Linked DNA regions of Mus musculus: region 2 is linked to region 1. A link is a contact called in public Hi-C data. All regions are on one chromosome and are shown on one strand. Each heading gives the region's core, a stretch centred on a gene start, on an enhancer-like site or on the middle of the called end of the contact. The rest is flanking DNA. Distances are from core to core; before and after follow the strand shown. Region 1 holds the start of Spock1 (sparc/osteonectin, cwcv and kazal-like domains proteoglycan 1). Region 2 has its middle 40 kb from the start of Mir874.

Region 1 (3,809 bases), core at 227-2,726:
AGGATTCTCTGATTCTCTGCGCTGCCTGTTCCCTTTTCCCTTCCACTGAAGTCTGGAAGACTCCAAGCCACTGCACTGTTCCCTGCTATCCCATCAAGTTCATTGCCAGGAGGCCCCCAAGACCTCCCCTCATGCCTGACCTCATGGCTTCTTAATAAATGAGCTATACACATCACTAGAGATTTTTTTTTCCTGATGCACCCAAAAGATAGCCAGATCCTGCAGCTCCCAGGACCTTCCTTCCAGGGTTTGGTAAAGTCAGTCTGCCATCAGTAGCTCTCAGACACTTGGAGAGCCCCTCTCCCCAAGCTGCTTAAGGTTTGTGCCCTGTTTCTGTGAGGACAGCTGCATCGATCCTACAAGTGCACATACCTGGAATACAGGTAACACGCAAGAGCACCCAGCCTTCCAAGTTCTCTTTAAAGTTCCTCTCAGGCTAGACGGATGCACTGTGGACCTCCATGAGAGGTTTGAACCTACCACCCCCAACCCCTACACTGGTCTCTGAGCCCCCCCCCCCCATTTTCCACCCCCAGCCGAACTCACATCTCGGAAGCGGTTCCAGTACTTGTCACGGTCATACTGGGAGACAGTGCTCAGCCACTGGTCATTGTCTAGGAAATTGGCGTTGTTGAGGGCCGCGCCACCGGCCAGCGCGTCCAGGTGCCGGCTGTCCACTTGGAGGAAGCACCACGCCGCGGCGGCCGCCGCGAGCACCGCGATCGCTGGCATCTGGGGGCAGGGCACACGGGCGTGAGCCGGTGACAACAGGGCTACCTCAAGCCCCTCACTCCCACCGGGTGTCTGGGCGCCTAGGGGCGCGCACAAGCTGCAGCGCCTGGGCTCACCGCGGGGACAGGGTGGTCCCTCTCACACCTGGGACGGAGGTTGCACCTGGAGAGCCCTTATGCATGGAAACAGCTACAAACGCAGAGCCTAGGTCACCGACTCGGGGCCGCCGTCAAACTACTGAAGACCCTCTCACCGGCTCTCCGTTGTGGGGCTCCAGTACATCTCCCCCAAAACCCGGATGCTCAATGTGCCAGCCGCACTCCCACAGACGGGCCCCACAGCTCTGGTGTAGGGATAGGGATAACGGCGCTCTGAGCATCATCCCAGGCTCTGGCAGACGGGGGCTTTGGGGTGCCCTCAAGCCGGGCTTCCCGTTCCCAGCTAAGGCAAAGGTCTCTCTGCTCCCGGCCCGCGGCTTCTGCGCAACAGGGACACGCAGAAATGCCCCCAGGCCCTGACCCTGCCAGCCCGGGAGATGGCCTCAGGAAGGTCCCAACTACGCCAAATATGCCAAGTTGGGGCTCAGTGTTCTGCGGACACGTACCTTGGGAGCCCGCCCGAGTCCCGGCGCCCGAGTTGCTGGGGTTCCTGTACCGCGGTGGCTGGGAAGGCTGATGCCCGGCTCGTTCCCTTGCGCACCTGCCGCCGCCGCGCGTCCGGCCGCTTTGTGAGCCCGCAGCGCTCTGGCTCGTCTCGGGCGCGGCGTCCGCGGGCGGAGAAGCCTGAGCTCCTAGCCGAGGCCTCTGGCGCCCCCTGGCGGCTACTTGGCGCTCAGCGGTCCCATCCGGGAGCGTGATTCATTCGCAGCTCTACAGGGCTGACACAGATTTCAAGCTCAGGGAAATGATGTTAGAAGGCCAAGAAGTCGCCAGTGTTGAGGGACTCTCAACGAGTAAGTGCTTGGGACACCCGTCTCAGAATCTCTACGGTGGAGAGAGGAGACTCTCTCCAAGAGTCGGCCCTTTAAATGAGTCCCTGTTGCGTCTTGTGCACAGACAATATTTAGGTGAACTTCTCTACTCCCTGGTTCAAGCCATACACCCAGCATCTCTAAGTCTGATCTCCAACCAGAGCCACCCCTAAGAGTCCTGTGGAACCGACCTCCAGCTTCAAGCACGGACAGAAGGAGAAAGCTGGCCTTGACCCAGCCCTCTCTTCTCTTTCCAAATACTCAGCGTGTTTGGTTTAATAGGGGTGGGAGCGACTTAACAGGTGCATCGCTGCCTACTTCTTGGCACAGCTATAGCCTATAGCCCTGAACACACACACACACACACACACACCAAACTCAAAACCCTTCAGGACACTTCCCTGAGAAACACCCAAACCCTAGTCCCCTGCACACCTGGTCCTTGCCCTCTTACCCTTCTGCCTCTGTTTGCCCCCACCCACCCACCCACCCCTGCCTTCTTGTCCCCACTTTCTACACAGGCTAGCCTTGGGGTCAGACCCCAGTGGCAAGGGCTCCTCCAGGCCTGGGATCACTTTGCCCCTGGGCAGACTTGAGCTACCAGAATATCTGAATGCATTCTGCAGCTGCCTCATCTCCATTTGTTCCGAGATTTGTGGTCCCTGTGATTCAGGCCAGGACCTCGGTGACACTGCCCTGAGAACTCAGTGTTTCTCCAGCTGCAAGCTCACTGCGCTTAAGGTCACTTATGGCAAGCGTGACCTTCCCGTGGGCTGGAACTCTCTGACAGTGCGATCTGCCTTGCTCTCAGCAGCTGCACCAGTCATGACACACCACCAACAGTCAGTATCAGAGGGATCCTGAGCCCTGCTTTTCAATATGCCACCACGATGATGTGGCCGGTTGTGAGTCGTGCTGTAATAATTGGGCAGATGGCATGGTTTAAGCATGTGAATTGCAGTTCTTGTGCATTCTGGGAGGCCTTAGTACAGGAGAAGTGGAGTCTTTTTTTTTCATGTTGGGGAAACACCTCACCCAGAGAGTATCTTATCACGGGGATGAACACAGTGAGTATCTGATGTCATAGCTGGAGAGAGAGAGGCTTGGGATAGTGAGAGGAATGCATCTCATTTCAAGAGAAACTTATGTGCCAAGTTGGGGCTCAGTGTTCTGCGGACACGTACCTTAGGAGCCCGCCCAAGTCCCAGGACCGCAGTACCGTGGCTGGGAAGGCAGCTGCCCGGCTTGTTCCCCTGCGCACCTGCCGCCGCAGCCGCCGCCTTTGTCCCGCGCTCTAGCTCACATACGGGCCTGTGCAAGCATTACCTCTCATTCCCCAGCCATGTTTTGTCAGCACCCCTGTTCTGAAGAGTCACACCCGATGTCATTTTTGCCTCCTCATAACCAGTTCTTTCATCAAGCCATCTTAATCTACCTTTGAGTTAAGTGATTGGCCACACCAGCCGCCTGCCCTGCTCAAGCCTGGGCTCTTTCTATGAACTCCTGCAGCATGGCCATTCCTGGCTCTTCAGTCGTCACGGATCATCTTTTCCAGTCGTCACGGATCTTTTTTTGTTTTGTTTTGTTTTGTTTTGTTTTGTTTTGTTTTGTTTTTCGAGACAGGATTTCTCTGTATAGCTCTGGCTGTCCTGGAACTCACTCTGTAGACCAGGCTGGCCTCGAACTCAGAAATCCGCCTGCCTCTGCCTCTGCCTCTGCCTCTGCCTCTGCCTCTGCCTCTGCCTCTGCCTCTGCCTCTGCCTCTGCCTCTGCCTCTGCCTCTGCCTCTGCCTCTGCCTCTGCCTCTGCCTCTGCCTCTGCCTCTGCCTCTGCCTCTGCCTCTGCCTCTGCCTCTGCCTCTGCCTCTGCCTCTGCCTCTGCCTCTGCCTCTGCCTCTGCCTCTGCCTCTGCCTCTGCCTCTGCCTCTGCCTCTGCCTCTGCCTCTGCCTCTGCCTCTGCCTCTGCCTCTGCCTCTGCCTCTGCCTCTGCCTCTGCCTCTGCCTCTGCCTCTGCCTCTGCCTCTGCCTCTGCCTCTGCCTCTGCCTCTGCCTCTGCCTCTGCCTCTGCCTCTGCCTCTGCCTCTGCCTCTGCCTCTGCCTCTGCCTCT
Region 2 (4,050 bases), core at 1,376-3,875, 75 kb after region 1:
ATGCACTGAAGTGGGACACATGGTTACTGTCTCTCTTCGGGGGGGGGGGGGCCCAAAAGGATCCAAAGAGGTTTCTGCAACCATGCCCAGAGCCATGGCTTGGCTCGCTGCACAGAGACCCTTAGCTTTGTCACTAGCATTACCTCAACATATCTACATCACCTGTGAGGAAACTTGGCATTAGAGTTGCAAGACAACCTGGGAAGACAAGATTCTAAGGCAGCTAAGTTTGCTTGACTGTCTGTGGACACTGACCTTGTGGCCCTTAGGGTGTGTGTGTGTGTGTGTGTGTGTCTGTGTGTGTGTGTGTCTGTGTGTGTGTCTGTGTGTGTGTGTGTGTGTGTCTGTGTGTGTGTAGAAGCCAGCGCGAGTACCTTTCCCACACACCCAAAGCTCTGGTGTTGGACAGAGATCTCCAACATCCAGGAAGAAACTGAATGCTTCTGTCACCCGCAAAATCCAGGCTGGGTAATAAAGCCATCAGAACACTGAAAATTCTGCATCTTGAGGTTCCAACTTGCCTGATGCCTATAATAGCTAAAAATCCCCCATTTTTTATTAATCCTCTAACCTGGTTAATGAAGCACAATAAATGTTTTAGGATTAAGAAACATGTTCATATAAAAGAAGAGAACTCTTTTCCCGAGAATGCCTGGGAGATAACAGTGAAGCGTCTGAAGGGAAAATATTAAGAGACGTGATTAGCTGAGCCTAAGAAAGAGACGGTTTTAAAAAGACAAACAGCCTTGTTGCAGGCAGCGGGCTAGATCGCCCTTCCACCTGGGAATAAACCAGAGGCTTGTCTCCTCTGTAATGTGATCAGCCCTCAGCACTTAGGAATTGGGATCAGATTGTAACCCTCAGTCATTAAGTCTGGAGTTACAGCCAGCCAATTCGGAAGCTCTTGCTTAAAATCGATCATTACAAAGAGTAAAATATAGGGTGGCCTGCCTGGTGGTTACACAAGTCAGAGGCGATGAAAAGCTATAGGGAGGGGATTAGGCCACCCGCCCCCCACTGCTCCATACCCTGAGTCTCATCTGAAGACCCAGAACAAACTCCTACCCTGCCCACACCGAAGTTCATTACTCCCACAGGAAAATCTACCTGTGGGCACTCAAGAGGCCACAAAGACAGGAAGGAAGTATATGTATAAGTATATGAGTGCACTGTAGTTGTGCAGATGGTTGTGAGCCTTCATGTGGTTGTTGGGAATTGAATTTTTAGAACCTCTGCTCCCTCCGGTCGCTCCCGTCGGCCCTGTTTGCTCTGGCCCAAAGATTTATTTATTATTATACATAAGTACACTGTAGCTGACTTCAAACCTACCAGAAGAGGGCATCAGATCTCATTACGGGTGGTTGTGAGCCACCATGTGGTTGCTGGGATTTGAACTCAGGACCTTCGGAAGAGCAGTCAGTGCTCTTACCCGCTGAGCCACCTCACCAGCCCGGAAGAAGGAGTTTTTATACCGTGCCATGAATGTACAAGGTTCTACAGAAGCTTCGCACCAGTGAGGTCATTGGGTAGAGGCATTCTGGGCCAAAGATGAAGAAATCAGCTATCCAAAAGCCCTAAAATTTGCCCCAGGTTTGGAGAGTAGCTGGACAAAGACTCTGGCTCAAGGTGTGTGGTTCAAGAGTGATTCATAATGTAACACAGTCCAGCTGTAACTCCTTGCCCAAGTGCCGAGCATAAGGAAGGATTCGATTTGCTGCGGGCCCTCCATAAGCAGGAGAGCCCGATCATAGACTAAGTCCTTGGAAACCACGAGCTAAATATCTGTCTATATTAGATATTTTTTTATCATAGTAACAGAAAGCTAACTAATATGTTCCTCAATTTTTTTAAATCAAAGATTGAATTCAATGATCTTCCTCCACCATCACTAGCACCACCAGCCTTCTCTGCTGCTTGCAGGGAAGGGGCTTCTCCGTGACATAAAGGGGAGGAGCACCACCGCTGAGAAGCCTGAGACCCACAGGAAGTTTCTCTTCTCCCTCCCCAGATACTGTGGCCCATAGTTCCCTGCACGTAGCCCAGATTTACCAGCCTGTGGATTCCCACGGAAAGGCGGCACCCAGCCAAGCAGCCCCATATGCTAAGTGGGAACCCCAGACACACATCCAGAACAAACTTCCTGAGAGCCCCACAGGGCCACCAGATTTCTGTGCCGCTCAGGCAGCACACTCACTTCAGCCCTCCACTCCTCTAGAACGAGGCTTCAGTGCAGGAGACCAAGCCACGCGTCAGAGGATTTAGGGATATGTCTGGTTCCACCAATGTTAATTTCCCTTTTCTGACATCAATACCAGCGGGGACAGCAGCGCCTCACCCCCACCCCCACCACCCACCACCCACCCACCCCCGCCTGTGAACCCTACAGCACGTGGGGCCCCACCCTCAGGCCCTGCCTCTTGCAGTCCCTTTGACAGCGCTCTGCTTCTAGGTACCATGCCGTCCTGATTTTGCTGATTAGAAAACTGAAACTCTGAGGCTGAGTGACCAGCCTAATGTCACATGGATAATAAGTGAAGGGGGTGAGCGCTGGGTCTTTCTGATCTGACAGCTTGCACTGTTAACAGCTTCCCCCAGGGCCTGGCGCTGTGCCTGATGTTCACTACGTGTGTGTTGATAAGTTAGTGTGTCCATATGGTACAAGGACAGGAAGCCCTTCACGAGCAGACCGGCACATCACACTGAGCTCTAGAAAGAAGGACGTACCTACAGCCGTGCTGCTGGGAGGAAGGAGGTCCCGACCACCTTTCCGGGAAATGGGGCCATGGCCTTTAGCAAGGGCTGCAGGTGACTAGAAACACAGGGGTTGGGGGTGGGGGTGGGGGAAGCAGCTGCTATTTCATCTGCGGTTTGCTTTTTCGTGACCGTCAATTTACTACACAATCAAATTTTACTTTTCAAGAATTACAAGGAAACACTCGCCCCCACCCCACCCCCAAGACAAACCCTTCAAAGGATGGGGCTGGTCCCAGCCAAGGGATAAACTTCTGTTCATCTACTCAGCAAACAGCTTTGAGCATCTACTGTGTGCCTTATTCTGTGCCAGTCTCTTTAAGGGACTATCATCCTGGAGACTTGAGGCTACAGATGCAAAGAAACTCTAGAATATAGGCATGAGGCTAACAACCGCACAACGCCCCGAGGGGAAGGTGAACTTTGAGGGTGTGAGATAAAGCAGCTGGATTTAGTTCGCTAGGGTCATGGCGGGCCTGATGGGGGACTTTGAAGCAGAACCATTAATCATGTGAAGGAATTCACCAAGCCAGCAGAGGGCAGAGGCGGGAAGGTATGGTAGCGAGCTGTCTCTCCTTGTCTCTCTTACTCCATGCTACCCTGTACTAGGCCCCAGGCTTCTTTCTCAGGCCACCTAATGGACCCGACTGTACTCAGCTCCTGACCCAGGAAGGCCAGTGGGGTGTAGGTATAGTGTTTCCAAATTGAACCTTGACCTTGTGTCTCTGTTCAGGACACACCGTATGGGCTGGGAACCAGCACCATGGTACAATGGACTTGGTAGGTCAGTCAGGTTAAACCACAGCACAAGTCTCTGAGAGCCACCCCCACCGCCGGCCCCGTCCCCACCCCTGGCCCCACCCCGTCCCCACCCGCCCCCACCCCAGCGCCCAGCTCCTAGCTTCCGGTCCTCCTCAGGCTTCACCTGCAGCAGTCCAGCCTCTTTGTTATCAGCAGCAAGTACTTTTCATGCTTACAAGATTAAAATTCCAGATTACAAAATGGGTAAAGCAGCTCTTGTACCCAGGACCTGCATCTCATAACAGTACACGTGTAAACCCATGCAAGCTGGCAGAGTCTCTCAGGAAGACGGCTCAGCTCTCGCCCAGCTGAGAACACTTCTCTTCGGAGGAGTGAAGCAGCCCAGGGCCTCTCTTTCAAAAAACACAAAGATCTCGGGTTTATTTCAGGGACTGAATGACTCTGTAGCGAGAATAGGCTTCCTCCTGCTCCCAACGCGGCCCCGAGGATGAAAATGATAGGTCGGTTCTCTCCAGAAATCTGAAAAAGGCTGAGGCA

Evidence for each region. Hi-C and Micro-C count contacts between places; a contact is called where the count stands out from the background.
Region 2: a contact with region 1 is called in a Hi-C map of cerebellar granule neurons, with 1.7 times the contacts expected there. The contact joins the enhancer-like site here to the promoter of Spock1 in region 1. A contact is called at or near these places in 1 of 39 promoter capture datasets (the SN4741 cell line), 2 of 484 Hi-C or Micro-C datasets (the N1E-115 cell line and cerebellar granule neurons), 2 of 115 datasets of contacts at active chromatin or transcription factors (embryonic stem cells and stem cell-derived neural progenitor cells) and 1 of 9 other capture datasets (adipose tissue).

The regions. Positions count from the first base shown.
Region 1 is chr13:57,906,856-57,910,664 of GRCm38.p6, forward strand. It overlaps Spock1 (sparc/osteonectin, cwcv and kazal-like domains proteoglycan 1), which reads right to left and starts at 1,477. Exons shown (of 12, transcript NM_009262.3): 1 at 1,337-1,477; 2 at 547-732. The coding sequence starts at 732.
Region 2 is chr13:57,980,971-57,985,020 of GRCm38.p6, forward strand. No RefSeq gene overlaps it. Among named protein-coding and RNA genes, the nearest start is that of Mir874, 40 kb to the right of the region's middle. Within about 2 kb of position 2,626, at least 17 of the 459 cell types and tissues checked have an H3K27ac peak or open chromatin away from gene starts, as enhancers often do. A contact at or near this core is called in cerebellar granule neurons, where this site is marked.